Linked DNA regions of Mus musculus: region 1 is linked to region 2. A link is a contact called in public HiChIP or PLAC-seq data. All regions are on one chromosome and are shown on one strand. Each heading gives the region's core, a stretch centred on a gene start, on an enhancer-like site or on the middle of the called end of the contact. The rest is flanking DNA. Distances are from core to core; before and after follow the strand shown.

Region 1 (6,949 bases), core at 1,581-4,080, 72 kb before region 2:
ATCTCAGATATTTATACTACAACTCATAGCAATAGCAAAATTACAGTAAAGTAGCAATGAAATAATTTTATGGTTGGGGGGTCACCACAACATAAGGAACTATAATAAAGTGTCAGAACATCAGGAAGGCTGAGGACCATTGATCTACAGCCTTGAACATGATACGCCCAGGTAGCAAGGTGTCTCCCTCATCTTATTAGTGTGTTGACTAATACATTTCTTATTCACTTGGCACTATCTTTTTCCTTCCCTTTCTTAAAAGAAAGGAGCAATCTCACTGCGCAGCCCACACTGAAATCAGCTTTGAAATCCTCAGCCTCAGCCTCTTTTCCAGCTAGAATTACAGGCAGGCGTCACACCAAGCACGAAACGATCCTTTGTTTTGTTGTTTTTGATAAAGGGTCTCTTTTGAAGACCTGACTTGTCTCCAACTAGCTATCTAACTGAGTCTGTCCTTGGACTCCTGGTACGTCTGTCCCATTTCCCAAGTGCTGAAGTTAGAGGTGCGGTCTATCTACCACATACAACTGGCTTCTAATTTCAGAGAACCCAGACTAACATACCTGGCATCAATAGATTCTAAATACTTAATCTTGAAAAATGAAGGAACCAGATGAGGTGGCACATAACTTCTATCCCAGCATTTGCAGGTAGGAACAGATGGAACCCTTTGAATTAGGAGCCAAGACTGTGTAAAGAAACATGTCTTAGAAAGAAAGAAAGAAAGAAAGAGAGAGAGAGAGAGAGAGAGAGAGAGAGAGAGGAAGAAGGGAGGAAGGGAGGAAGGGATGGAGAGAGAGAGAGAGAGAGAGAGAGAGAGAGAAAGTAAGTTGAGCCAGATGTAGACATGGTTGTTTATGCGTACAATGCTAGGAGCTGGGAGGTTTAGGTAGGATTGCTGTGAGTTCAAGGCCAGCCTAGACTACAAAGTGAGTTCAAGCCCAGCCTGAGCTACAGATACCATTTCTCAAAAAAGAAAAAAACACATATTTAAAAGGAAGCAGCCCAAAGTGATGGCTGTGTAGTCCCCCCCCAAATTAGATGAAGCTAACACCTTAACTCTTCTTACAGACTTCAGAGTTCTTTTGTTTTGTTGTTTTGTTTTTGTTTTTGTTGTTTTGTTTTTGTTTTTGTTTTTTTTTAGACAGGGTTTCTCTGTGTAGCCCTAGCTGTCCTGGAACTCACTCTGTAGACCAGGCTGGCCTCGAACTCAGAAATCCGCCTGCCTCTGCCTTCCAAGTGCTGGGATTAAAGGCATGCGCCACCACGACTGGCTGAGTTCTTTTATAAATGACAAATGTAAATAGAACAAAATTAACCTCTACAACAGCAGACAATAATTATCCACATACCATAGCTTAAATCCAAAGGTAAAAACAAGTTTCATTCCAAGGTGGCTAGAAATTATACCCGACTTACATTAACACATTTTAAAATGCAAGACAACTGTATTTGATTTTGTTTACTGTGTTTAATTTTTTCCCCAAGAACAAAGGGTCAGTACTTAAGCAAATATTTGCATGATTTAAAACTGATTGCTCTTCCACTGTAGAGAGCAGTCCATCTTCAACATGTATCAAAACCTACACTTTTTTTTAAGTTTGATTTTTTAATTTTTAATTATATATTGAGGTGGTTTGAATATATTTGGCCCAGGGAGTGGCACTATTAGGAGGTGTAGTCTTGTTGGAGTACCTGTGGCCTTGTTGGAATAGGTGTACCACTGTGGGTATGGTCTTTAAGATCTTCATCCTAGCTGCCTGGAAGCCAGTCTTCTATTTGCCTTTGGAACAAGATGTAGAGTTCTCAGCTCCTCCTACACATGCCTGCTTGGATGCTGCGATGCTCCTGCCTTGATGATAATGGTCTGAACCTCGAAACCTGTAAGCTAGCCCCAATTAATGTTGTCATTGTAAGAGCTGCCATGGTCATGGTGTCTGCTCACAGCAGTAAAGCCCTAACTAAGGCATGTATATATGTGTTAGTTTGGGGGTACATGCATAAGAGTGCAGTCTAGGCAATTGTGAGCTAACCTGAGCTCTGGGAAAAGAACTCAGGTCCTCTGCAAGTATAGTATCCCTTAACCTCTGAGTTCTCTCTCCCTTGCCAAAAGCTTCGATTCTTAGCAGGCAGGAAGTACTTGTAACTTTTTAATGACAATTTATTCTACTTTAACAATCTCAAGATCCCAACAATCCATTGCTCTGACATTGTTTCAACCCCGAGAACAACAATGCCTGTTATTAATTCATACTTTACTGAATAGGAAACTATATGTTAGAGAATTAGCAAATTTATCCAAAGTTACTACACTACATTTAAAATGAAATTAGCTCACAACCTTGAATCTTCCCAAAACTTTCAGAAATCCTACCAAATTCCAGTTTGCTTAGATTTTAATGATGACGTAGGAAAGATACGTCACCCTGTGAGGATGGCTGAAGGCCTTGCTGGGCAGGGATGCTATGGGGGATGAGCTTCGTTCTCCACAAAGCCACAGGACATCTCCATTCTACTTGGCTTCTCCACATCCTTGCTCTGTATGATCTCGTAAGCATAGTGGCCAAATGTCTGAAGTGTTGAAAAGTGCAAAAGCCAAAATTGTCAGCTCAGTTATAGAAATGGAACAGCGTCCTTTCTTTTTTTTTTTTCTGTTGGTAAAACACAACAAAGCAAAAACATGGACATGCTTAAGCATGGGGAAATATATGTAAGATCTTGGGCACCCGGTCATCTAGCTTTCATAGCTGGTTATAAAGCAGTGGCATGCTCAGGGTGCTGACTTGGTACCAGACACTTCAAGGAAACAGAAAGAACAATGACCTGTCATGTTAAAAATGAGTCACAGGATCAGTCTGTGTGGGAGAGGATTACACAAAAGCATGAATAACGTGAGAAATATCAGTGCCGAAAGCCATTTTTGGAAGTTAGCTACCACACTTTACAACTTAGTTACCTGTCTCTTGCCAGAAATATGTGTTAAATGACATGTCTATTCACTCTTTCTCCGTTCCTGTGATTTCAGTACTAGAGATCGACCCCAGGGCCTTGTACACGCCAGGCAGGTACTCTATCCACTGTACCCCAGGGCCTTGTACACGCCAGGCACGTACTCTATCCACTGTAGCCCAGGGCCTTGTACATGCCAGGCAGGTACTCTATCCACTGTAGCCCCAAACCCAGGAAACAGTCTTGAAAGCTAAATGTCCATCAAACAAGATAATCCAAAGCTTTTAAATGTTGTTTTAATTTTTTGTTTTTATTTTATATGTTGTTTAAGACAGATCTAAGCTAGCCCTCAACACTCCCTTTCCTAAACCCCTAGGCGCTGGAGTTCCTTGCTTCCTAATACACCACCCCGCCCCCTTAGACAGGGCTTCTCTATGTGTAGCCCTGGCTATCCTGGAACTCGCTCTGTAGACCAGGCTAGCCTCAGCTCACAGAGATACACCTGACTCTGTAAAGGCATGTGCCACCAATGTCCAGCCCTAAGACAGGGTCTGGTTGTCTTAGAAATGGCTGTGGGTCACTGAACTCTCAATAATCCTCTTCCTTCTGGTCCCCAAGTGCTGGGATTCCAGGTGTAAACCACCTCACCCAGCCTAAAGGTGTTTTTAGAGATGCGCTGCTTACAGCCAGACATTGTAGCACGCACCTGTAATCTTAGTGCTTTCCACATGTAGGAAGAAAGATCAAAAGTTTAAGAACAGCTCAGCTACATAGTAAGTTCCATTCCAGCCTGGGCTATGTGTGACCCTGCCTCAAAACAAACAAAAAGAGAGAGATGTGTCTTTAAAACCAGCATTCAGGTGCCGGGCATGGTGGCGCACGCCTTTAATCCCAGCACTCAGGAGGCAGAGGCAGGCGGATTTCTAAGTTCGAGGCCAGCTCTTGGATTCCAGATTGTAATTTAATTCCTGGTGTCTAGCCATTCCTGGCCTGAGCAAAAGGGACCTTACTCTAGGCACACACCACACTGCACCTGGTTTGTTGAGGTTTTTAAAAATTCTGTTTCTTCATTATAACCTTTTTTCATTATAACCTTGTCACATCTGATTACCTACCCTCATCTATGAAAGCCTTGTTGATGATGTTTTTAAGATTTAAATAGCTGGGTGTGGTGGCGCATGACTTTTATCCCAGAACTCAGGAGGCAGAGGTAGGTGGATTTCTGAGTTCAAGGCCAGCCTGGTCTACAGAGTGAGTTCCAGGACAGCCAGGGCTGCACAGAGAAACCCTGTCTCAAAAAAAACAAAACAAAACAAACAAACAAACAAAAATATTTATATAATTGACAAAAATAGCCAGGCAGTGTTGGCACATGCTTTTAATCCCAGCACTTGGGAGGCAGAGGCAGGTGGATTTCTGAGTTCGAGGCCAGCCTGGTCTACTGAGTGAGTTCCAGGACAGCCAGGGCTACACAGTAAGACCCTGTCTGGAAAAAACAAAACAAAAAACTTGACAAGAATAATCAAAGGGACTTTGAGTATGCCCCTTCACTGTCATGAACTATAAAATCTTAGCAGCTCATCCAGATATAATTTACATGGCATGAAATCACATGTGTGAAGTATGAGCATTTCCTTTATTTCATGGTCAGTGACTTATGTTTACAGAAGTCTTGCGACTATTACCCCATTCATACTTAGAATATTCCATAACCCAAAAGAGAGGACTCCTCTGCATCTGCCATCTTCCCAGTCTATCCCTCCACACCCGTCCTAGACACCGCCTACTCCTCCTTTCCCCAGAGATCCATCTGTTTTAGTTTCTGTCTTCTTTCTGATTTCAGCTACCTCATGCTGGATAACAGGCATTCATCACCAGGCCCAAGTTATGTGAACCTTGGGTTCCAACCACAGCTCTGTGCATGCTGGGACTCTATTAGCTAGCTGTATCCCCAGCCCTATAATGTTTGTCTGTATGTACTTGCCTATTCTGGATAATCTTTATAAATAAAATCAGATATTTATGTTTTTTTACTTAGCAGATGTTTTCAAGGTTTATCCATGTTACAGGTATACCTGTACCATGTTTGTTTCATGGCCAAATAACAGCCTATTGTTACTATACCACATTTTCTCTATCAATCCCCAGGTAGTGCTCTAGGGGCTTATGAATAATTTTGCAATGAACACACATGTACATGGTTTTTACATAGATATGTGTTTTCAATTCATGGGTCCATGAACTGATGAAAAGTCACTGATTATTTTCCAAGGGTGGATTTTATCTTTCATAGAAAATTACAAAATAACTATTAAATGCAGATGAGAACTAGAGAAGCAAGGGCTACACTAGGATGTAAATGCAAGGGATTTCAGAGTGTGTCTGCGTGGTTTCTATACTTCAAGATGGGGCCGGGCGATAGTGGCACCCGCCTTTGATCCCAGCACTTGGGAGGCAGAGGCAGGCGGGTTTCTGAGTTCGAGGCCAGCCTGTTCTACAAAGTGAGTTCCAAGACAGCCAGGGCTACACAGAGAAACCTTGTCTCAGGGGAAAAAAAAAGATGGGTTTGCCTAAGGCAATTAATTTAACTTCGAGTGTTCATTTCCTCAACTATATAGTGGAAAAATATATATATTAAAAAATAAGGTTCTTGTAAGGATCGAAACAAATAGCTCTAAACTCAGTGTCAACTACATTGTAAATGTCCGTTATTAGTAGCAATTATTTTAAATAACTTCTATGCTGTTGTGTTTTTTTTTTTTAATAAACCTGCATTGCTTTTCAAAATTCTACAGCTTCAGCTTTCTAAGTGTTAGAATTTTAGGCTTGGATCCCAAGTTCACCTAAATGCATTCTTCCATTACCAATATTGCCTAAACCTGAAAGATGCCATTTGAACCTGCTTCCTGGTTGTCTGCTTTAGATTAATTGAGAACATAAAGATTGCAGACTGAAAGCTTGAATTGTGCTTTGGTAATTTTTCTCAACTTTACTAAAGAAGAGGGAGTGTGTATTGAGAATACAGATTCATGAGATAGGAACTGTGCAGACAGCACGTGGGTAATGTACTGGCTGCACCATCATGAAGACCTGAATTCGAATTCTAAGCACCCAAATAAAAGACTGATGTGCCTGTAACCACACTGGGGAGGCAAAGACAGCAAGTCGCTGGGACTCACACTGGCCACTCAGTCTAGCCCAAAAAGCAGCTCTATGTTCAGTAAGAGATGCTGTCTCAAAATATAAGATGGAGAGCGGGTGAGGTGGTGCACACCTTTAATCCCAGCACTCGAGAGGCAGAGGCAGCTGGATCTCTGACTTCAAGACCAGACTGGTCTACAAAGTGAGACCAGGACAGCCAGGGCTTTGTTACACAGGGAAACCCTGTCTTGGAAAGCAATGCAAAGCAAACAACAGAAAGATGGAGGGCCAGTGGGGATGGTTCAGCAGGCAACGATGCTTGCCACCAGCCTGATGACCTAAATTCTATCCCCAGCAGCTACATGGTAGGAGAGAGTAGACTCCTGCAAGTTGTCCTCTGACCTCCACAGGTGTACAAATTCACACCCAGACACGTTCATTCACACAGTAAATAAATAAGTTGATGATTGAGATAGAGGAAGATACCTCCACATGCCCACACCTGTGCACACACATGCATAAAACACACACACACACACACACACACACACACACACACACATCATGAAATAGTGCTACTATTCTTATTGAATTTGATCCTGGTGTATAGAGTTTCGATTTGTAATCATTTGATTCATGTTTCATTTTGTTTTTACTTTAGACTGGTGTGACAGTAGTAAGTGCTCAGTAAAAACCACCTTTTGCATTCTGATCTTCTCCTGGACTAAGGATATAAGATATGATACTGCTTTGTGTTGTTAGGCCACAGGTATCAATAAGCTACACCCCATGAGGGAAACGTCTATAATGAACCTTTTGTTTATTGATAATGTTTGTTCAGTTAAGTGTACTAAATGTA
Region 2 (7,338 bases), core at 4,524-7,023:
TTTTTCACCACCAAGGCGCAGAGGAACAGGCTCGCCAGCCAGACTTTCATGGTAGTGCCGCTGGGCTCTAGACAGCAGTTCTGCAAAGGAAGGAGAAGTCAGGACAAGAAGCGGAGCAGCTTGAAGGTGGCAGAGTTACTACAGACCAAGGGAAGCCACTCCAGGTGTCCTGCGGGGCAAGCCATCAGTGACCAACCTCCCCAAGCCGGGCAGTCTCTCCCCTCTGCGGGCTCTGAATCCGCACAACACCATGGAACCTCTCTGTAGAGGGGCGCGAAGGGCTGGAGTGGTGACCTTGCCCACAGTTCCGCCAGCCAAGGTAGTGGGAAGGGAGGCATGCGGGAGCCCTGGCTGCCTCATCCCGCTAGGCTTGCTTCAGACCAACAGCACTCACCGGTGACTGCAGCGGAAGGGCGCTGGCAGACACGCAAGGACTGGATGGATGACAGACAGAGCTCTGGGGCTACAGGCTCTGCTCGGCGCTGCTCGCCCTTTATTAGGGCCCGCCAGAGCCCTGGCCCCGCCCAGGTTTGCTGGAGGGCGGCTCTCTCTCTCTCTCTCTCTCTCTCTCTCTCTCTCTCTCTCTCTCTCTCTCTCTCTCTCTCTCTCTCTCTCTCCTTTTCCTTTTCCTGCATCCCACCGCAACTGGACCGCGCTTGCTTCCCAACTTTGACGAAGTCACGGAATTTCCAGCTGAGCAAACTTAACGCAGTCTGTCTGGATCGAGCGATGATCCGGCGGCTTGAACATTCTTCCTTTCTTTCATTCACCTAGTGCGGCCCCAGTGTAGCGTGGTGAGGGCGCTCCAGCCATTGGCTCGCTGATCTCAAGCCTCTTCCTTAGTGGTTTAATCAGTTCTTCTCCAACCTGTCCCCCTACCTGCCTACGACACTGATTCAGATGTCTGATAGAGGGGTATAAGTCGCAGTTCCTTTACAACAAAAAATACCTACTAACAAAGGCTCCCACATGTCAAATGCTGAGTTCTCCAAATGCCACTAATGCAAGCAGTGAATCAGAAGACAAGAGTGAAGTTTGTCGTCAGGGAGTGTAATACTGTCATCAGAAGGTGAAAGGCAAGGTCAGATTTTATTCAGATTTGCTGTTTGGTTTAAGGTCAATCTTTGAAAGACAATTTTAAAATTTATGGCAAGGGCCAGACTTAATGGTGCACGTCTTTTATCTAAACACTAGGGAGGAAGAGGCAGGTGGATCTCTGCGAGTTCAAGCCCAGACTAATTTACATAGTGAAATCCTCAAAAATAATTATGATTTTTAAAAAAGCAGTAATGGTTACTATGTTAGGATTGTGGGAGCAAAGTCTTGGCACAGCAGCTGCTATGGAAGTGTCAATGGGTCTTTTGAAAAATGCCTATAATGAACAATCCATTTATTTGTCTGGAAAAGAATACAACCAATACAGAGGATCATAGATCAGGACTGAGTGCATACCTCACTGGTATTGTGGTTGCACACAGACACAAATAAGCAATCAAGGGGGGGTGTCTTTTTTTTAAAGATTTATTTATTTTATGTATGCGAGTGCACAGTCCTCTCTTCAGACACACCAGAAAAGAGTACCAGATCCCATTGTAGGTGGTCATGAGCCACCATGTGGCTGCTGGGAATTGAACTCAGGACCTCTGGAAGAGCAGTCAGTGATGTGAACAGTAACATGAACAGTACATTGTAACAGGATAGAAAAAAAAAGCAAGGAATACTCAAACCTCGTTAGTGTGGGCTATCAACATGCAACAACAGTGGGGGTGTCTGCTCTTCCCTTGTAGTAGAGAGGCTGTGGGTCTGAAGGAAAAGATAAAAGGAATGTTTATTTTTCACTGAATACTATTTCACACTGTTTTAAAAACTTTAAACACGTCCTCGTATCAGCCATTCTAAAAAAATAATTACACATTTTATTTTTGGGTGTGAGCCTAGCCATCTCTTCTGTTGCCAATTCCACACTGTAAATGCACTTGTGTTCAGCATTTTACATCATCACGTTAAGACGAAAACAATTATTTATCTAATAATTTATCTAATAAAATAGGCTTATATAAAGACAGGTCATGTATAAATGAGCCCTGAACATCTTGAAGACAAAGCACCCTCCCTCATGCACACACTTGCACACATGCACACATGCACACATGCACACACCCCTCAGGCAAAGTAGGGAGTGCTCAGAAAAGATTCCAAGGGTCAGTCACTGCAACATGTGCCTCAGAGCCAAGGACCAGTGGTCATTTTGATGCTCCTTCCACAGAAGAGGTGCCTGAGCCCGCACCATTCATTAGTGCCCCAGCTTTGCTTTATTTCCATAAGCCTGAGCCTACAACATTTTACTGTCAACCTGGACCTTGGAAAAGAATGCCAGGAGGTAGGAAGGAGGAGGCTGCTTGACTTTACCCCAGCCAGTGGCCCAGAATGCCAACCTCTGGATAGGAAAGTACACATTGAATACCCAGCTTTGGGTAGGCAGGTGACCATCGTTCTTCAGAATACGTTTTCCTTGCGCAGCTGAGCTGCTAGCAACCCACAGGACCACTGAATCAGAGATTCCATAGATCTCAGAGGCAACTTGCTACTTCCTTTAGAAGACTGTGGCCAGTTATGTTTATGTTTAAGAAGCCACTAATTGTAAACAAACGTGATCAAAATGTAAACAGAGGTGTTACAGCCTGAGGATTTACCCCGAAACTCTAGTTTAGTTATTAGGAAATTCCCAGCAGGCTGTCGTGATTCACATGGCCCCCCCAACAGCTCTCATGACTCCGGATTACTTGGCTGGAGGCTGTCATGCTGATTCTTTGAGAGCAAGATGACCTCATTTCCTCCTGGCCAGAGACCGCTATGCAGTGTGATAGCCCTCTTCCTCCTTCTACCGCCACTTCTTCACCTGGATGAACAATCCTCGTGCCTCCAACTCATCACAGAACTGCCTTTCTCCTGGTTAGTCTTTAGACTCTCTGAAATCTCTATTTTTGGTGCAGTCTGTGTTAGACTTTCAACTCTTTGGAGGCAAAGAACAGGTCTTAGATATCTGCCCCTCCCTCATCATTTGCTACATGTCTTAACCACAGAGGTGCTTAATTGTGAGTGAATCAGTGAATGCAGAACAGAGAAAAGTAACAGGGAGCTTTGAAGCTCTCTCTCTCTTTGTGTGTGTGTGTGTGTGTGTGTGTGTGTGTTATACACATTAGTGACTAACTCCAAGTTACCTATAATGAATAGGTGTTGCATTAAGGAAATATATAAATATAAAAGACATAAAGATATAAAAGCACTTCTTCCCTTTGCAGTCTTCTAACCACGAGCAAGTCTAAATTTGAATTCTCTACTTCATGATCACTATGTCTTATGACCATCTGTTGTTGCATGAATCTGCATTTGTGCCTGTCTGAAGGCGGTCTTGTGAACTTGTTTGTCCCTGTGTCTATCCCTATGTGTGTCTGTCTGTTGTGTGAGCTGTGTGTATGAGTGGTGTCTGTCTGTTCTGTCTATGTGTGTTGTATATGTCTCTATGTGTGAATGGTGTTTGTATGTCTTTACTATGTACGTATTTAACAGTACAGAAAGCACCACACGGGGAAGGAATGGATACTTGGCAAAATCTTTAACAGAGTTCAACAAGGAATTAAGTCTCTGCTTCCAACTGACTCCAAATACCAGATAACAAATATTATTGCTTATCAATCAATATCCATAAATAGTTTCGCTCAACCTTTATGGTAGCTTTTAGGAAGTTACTTAACTTCTATTTGCTGTTTTCAACAAATGATTGATATGTGTTATCGGAGTTTGGGCATGAGAAGAGTACATAGCTTAAGGTCACGCTCTGCATTAGCTTAGATTGTAAAAGGTGATTATGTGGGAAGTCCAAGGCAGGTAAGTTTGATTGTTCTCTCTCTCTCTCTCTCTCTCTCTCTCTCTCTCTCTCTCTCTCTCTCTCTCTCTAGTATAGGCTTATATCCTTTTTGTCTGTTATTTCTATCTTATAGATACGTCTTAAAGACATTTTCAGATACATCTTCAATTTCTCTTCCAGTTCAGAGCTGCCCTATGATGTAGACTGGAATTATATTCTCATTCCACAGCCTGCAAGGAAAACATGGTTCATGTGTGCCCATGGCGGCACTTGCATCTAGGTACTCTCTCCTGGGCTCTGGGTCCCACAGTCTCCATAAAGCAGCAGAATGCTGTAAAGAGAGAGGCCCGTTAACTAAGATACTCAGGCAGGTGGTATAAAATATTCCAGCCCAGTGTTTGCCTCAAGTCTTTCTATCTATTCTGGAGACTTCCTTCCAGAAACACATTTTTTTCTTCTTCTTTTTTCTTAGGATGCCCACGCTGTGCATGTTACTGGCTTGCCTGAATTCCAGGAACTTCCCTTGTGGTCTAAACTGGCTGAAGTTTCTGTTGAGAGTGATAAATAAGAAAGCAAATGCATATGATTTCATTATTTTCCTGACTCCAAGTGGCTTTTGTATCTCAGGAGAGCAGACCTCCTGAGTCAGGTGTGCTGACATAGACTAGTGGAGGGGCTCTTTTGTCGGCTCTGTTTATAAAAGGGTAGAGGATACAGGAGTGCAGATGCACACTGAGCAGTGCCTAAACCTAGCCTGGCTTCTTTATCCAGGGAAATGAGCCCCGAAAGCTTTTGTTTTGGTTTAGTTTCTTGTTTGTTTGTTCTGAGTTTTTTGTCTGGCTGGCTGTTTTGTTTGAAATGGGGGTCTCTTTATGTAGCCCTTGATGTCCTGGAACTCTTTACATAGACCAGGCTGGCCTTGGATTCAGAGATCCAGTTAAAGGCATGTGCTACCATGCCCAAAGCAGCTAACCATTGCTTTGAGTTTTTAAGATAGGGTCTTATGTAGCCCAGGCTGACCTTAAACTCACTGTAGTCTGCACTTCCTAAGTGCTAGGATTACAAGCCTGTGCTATCATGCCTATCCTTTAAAGGCTATTTTCTGACTAGCTGGGTCCAAAAGGAATTTCGTGTTGAGTCATGGGATATATTCTTGGGTTGCTATACTAAGAACATTCAGTATGGTATTGTAGTAGAATGACTTTAAACAAGGCACTTAACTCTTTTGACTTTGGTTCTCCCATCTGCAAAATGAAACAGCCCTGGTCCCATTTTGGAGATTGGATGAAGTCATGCCTATGTGGGAAAAGTGTTCATTCATTCATTCATTCATTCATTAGCTATATACATTAAGTAGTGAAAGGACTACTATGTGCCGGTATAGTTCCAGGTGCTAAAAACAGAAAGATGGATTTTGTAAACTGCAATTCCTATCTAAAGTGCTTCCCTCCTTTGCTTGTCCATTTTGGTCCAAAAAACCAGGTCATGCTGGAATATGCTGCAGGATTCCAGTTAAGTGGGGATGCTGTGTCCTTGGCCCACAGTTCCTACCAACTGGGCAGCTGGGAAAGACAGCTGCATGTGTTGCTCGCCCCCGCACTCCTGACTCCCACTCACCCCCCCCCCCTTATCTGTGACTCTTTGCAGTATGAAACTCTTTTTAAACCTCCTTCCTAACATATTGGCAAACAGACTCCAGCAGTTTGGGAAACAGACCATGGAATTGATCATCTTACATCCTTGAGTCTAAGGCCCCCTCCCCTGTCCTACTGTGTGCTTAGTGGTCAAGGTGAAGCTGACTGTGTCTGGGCCTGCAACATGATAGGGGAGGTGGTGGAGCTAGTGGGTCCCTAATGGCCTGTGGACGGGGTGGAGGGAAGCCACATATTTGTGCCCTTACTCATGGAAAGCAAAGCACTCAAGGGCTGAACCCTGAGGTTACATGATGTCGTCAATAACACAGAAACGCACAGGTCAACTTGGCTCGTTTATGTTCGGTCTATGACTCCCTAAACGTCCTTGTTATTTCATGACTCTGATCTGATTTGTAGTTATACTCAAACCAATTATCTCAGACTTCTGCATGAAATTCTTGAGCCTTGGCCAAATTTCTTTTGTCCCTAATTCAAACACAGTAAGGCAGAAATGTATTACCCTACACGAATACTGGGGGGCCAGAGTGGTGGTTCAGTAGTTAAGAACACTTGTTGCTCTTGAAGAGAACCTGGCTTCAATTTTCCAGCATCCGTGTGGTAGTTCACAACTAGCCATAGTTCCACTGCCAAGAGATCCAAAGCCCTCTTCTGACCTCCAGGAACACCAGGAACACTATGCACATACATACATGCATATGCACATACATACATATGCACATACATACATATGCACATACATACATATGCACATACATACATTTGAATGAAATTCTCACACATAAAATAAAATGAATAAATCTAATAAAATTTTTAAATTTTATTTTTATTTTATGTACATTAGTATCTTGACTGCATATATCTCTGTGTAAGGATGTCAGATTCCCTGGAACAGGAGTTACAGACAGTTGTGAGCTGCCATGTGGGTGCTGGGAATTGAACCTGGCTTCTCTGGAAGAACACCCAATGCTCATAACTGCGGAGCCATCTCTCCAGCGCCCTAGTTATAACTTTCCAAACCTCCTGGAATCTGCATCTCTCTCCAGGAAAAGACTCTCCAGTCTCCTGTCCTACAACTACTCACTACTCAGGTCAGCATAACTTAGTGGCAACGGATGCTTAAGAGGAACTAAGGGGGCTGGAGAGATGGCTCAGCAGGTAAGAGCACCCAACTGCTCTTCCGAAGGTCCTGAGTTCAAATCCCAGCAACCACATGGTGGCTCACAACCATCCCTAACGAGATCTGACTCCCTCTTCTGGTGTGTCTGAAGACAGCTACAGTGTACTTACATATAATAAATAAATAAATCTTTAAAAAAAATAGAACTTAAAAAAAAAAAAGAGGAAACTAAGGACGTACTCTAGAGAAAAGGCTCAAAGAGGAAATGAGAAACTGCTGGGTTGGCTGAAAACTGTCAAGAAGTCAGTCTTACTTAGGGAAATGTGTTCAGCTATGAGCTGAACTGCTAGGCAGTCTTGTTCTGAAGAAAATCAGGATAACATCTGTAGCCTATATGATGTATGTTTTCATGGCTCTCTCAAACTAGATTCTGTATGTGGTCATTTACTTAAGGAAAATGAAAGCATCCCCCTTCATGACACCGATGGAGGAGCAGCTAATAAAAGGAAGTGAATCACCAGAGGTCATTCACTGACAATGAGATTCATAACTTGCAGATTTTGAGGAACCTCATGACACATTTCCACCCTCTCTCCTATTCCGGCTCCTCACCTCCTTCCTTCCTTCCTTCCTTTCTCCCTGTCCACCCTCAATGCCTTTGTCTGCCCTGTCCACCTGCAGAAAATGCTCCGTTTCCC

Evidence for each region. HiChIP or PLAC-seq counts read pairs in DNA pulled down with a chosen protein or histone mark.
Region 1: a CTCF HiChIP or PLAC-seq map of the NIH/3T3 cell line shows a contact between it and region 2, with 9 read pairs. The contact joins two enhancer-like sites. A contact is called at or near these places in 11 of 39 promoter capture datasets (the 3T3-L1 cell line, cranial neural crest, embryonic stem cells and 6 more), 2 of 15 datasets of contacts at CTCF or cohesin (CD8 T cells and the NIH/3T3 cell line), 3 of 115 datasets of contacts at active chromatin or transcription factors (epiblast stem cells, microglia and pancreatic cancer cells) and 1 of 9 other capture datasets (adipose tissue).

What each region holds. Positions count from the first base shown.
Region 1 is chr14:20,899,247-20,906,195 of GRCm38.p6, reverse strand. All of the region lies in intron 2 of Gm30212 (a long non-coding RNA gene), which reads right to left. Among named protein-coding and RNA genes, the nearest start is that of Gm30212, 14 kb to the right of the region's middle. Within about 2 kb of position 2,830, at least 17 of the 459 cell types and tissues checked have an H3K27ac peak or open chromatin away from gene starts, as enhancers often do. A contact at or near this core is called in the NIH/3T3 cell line and pancreatic cancer cells, where this site is marked.
Region 2 is chr14:20,829,791-20,837,128 of GRCm38.p6, reverse strand. Plau (plasminogen activator, urokinase) reads right to left here and starts at 467. Exons shown (of 11, transcript NM_008873.3): 1 at 395-467; 2 at 1-80. The coding sequence starts at 50. Within about 2 kb of position 5,773, at least 89 of the 459 cell types and tissues checked have an H3K27ac peak or open chromatin away from gene starts, as enhancers often do. A contact at or near this core is called in the NIH/3T3 cell line and pancreatic cancer cells, where this site is marked.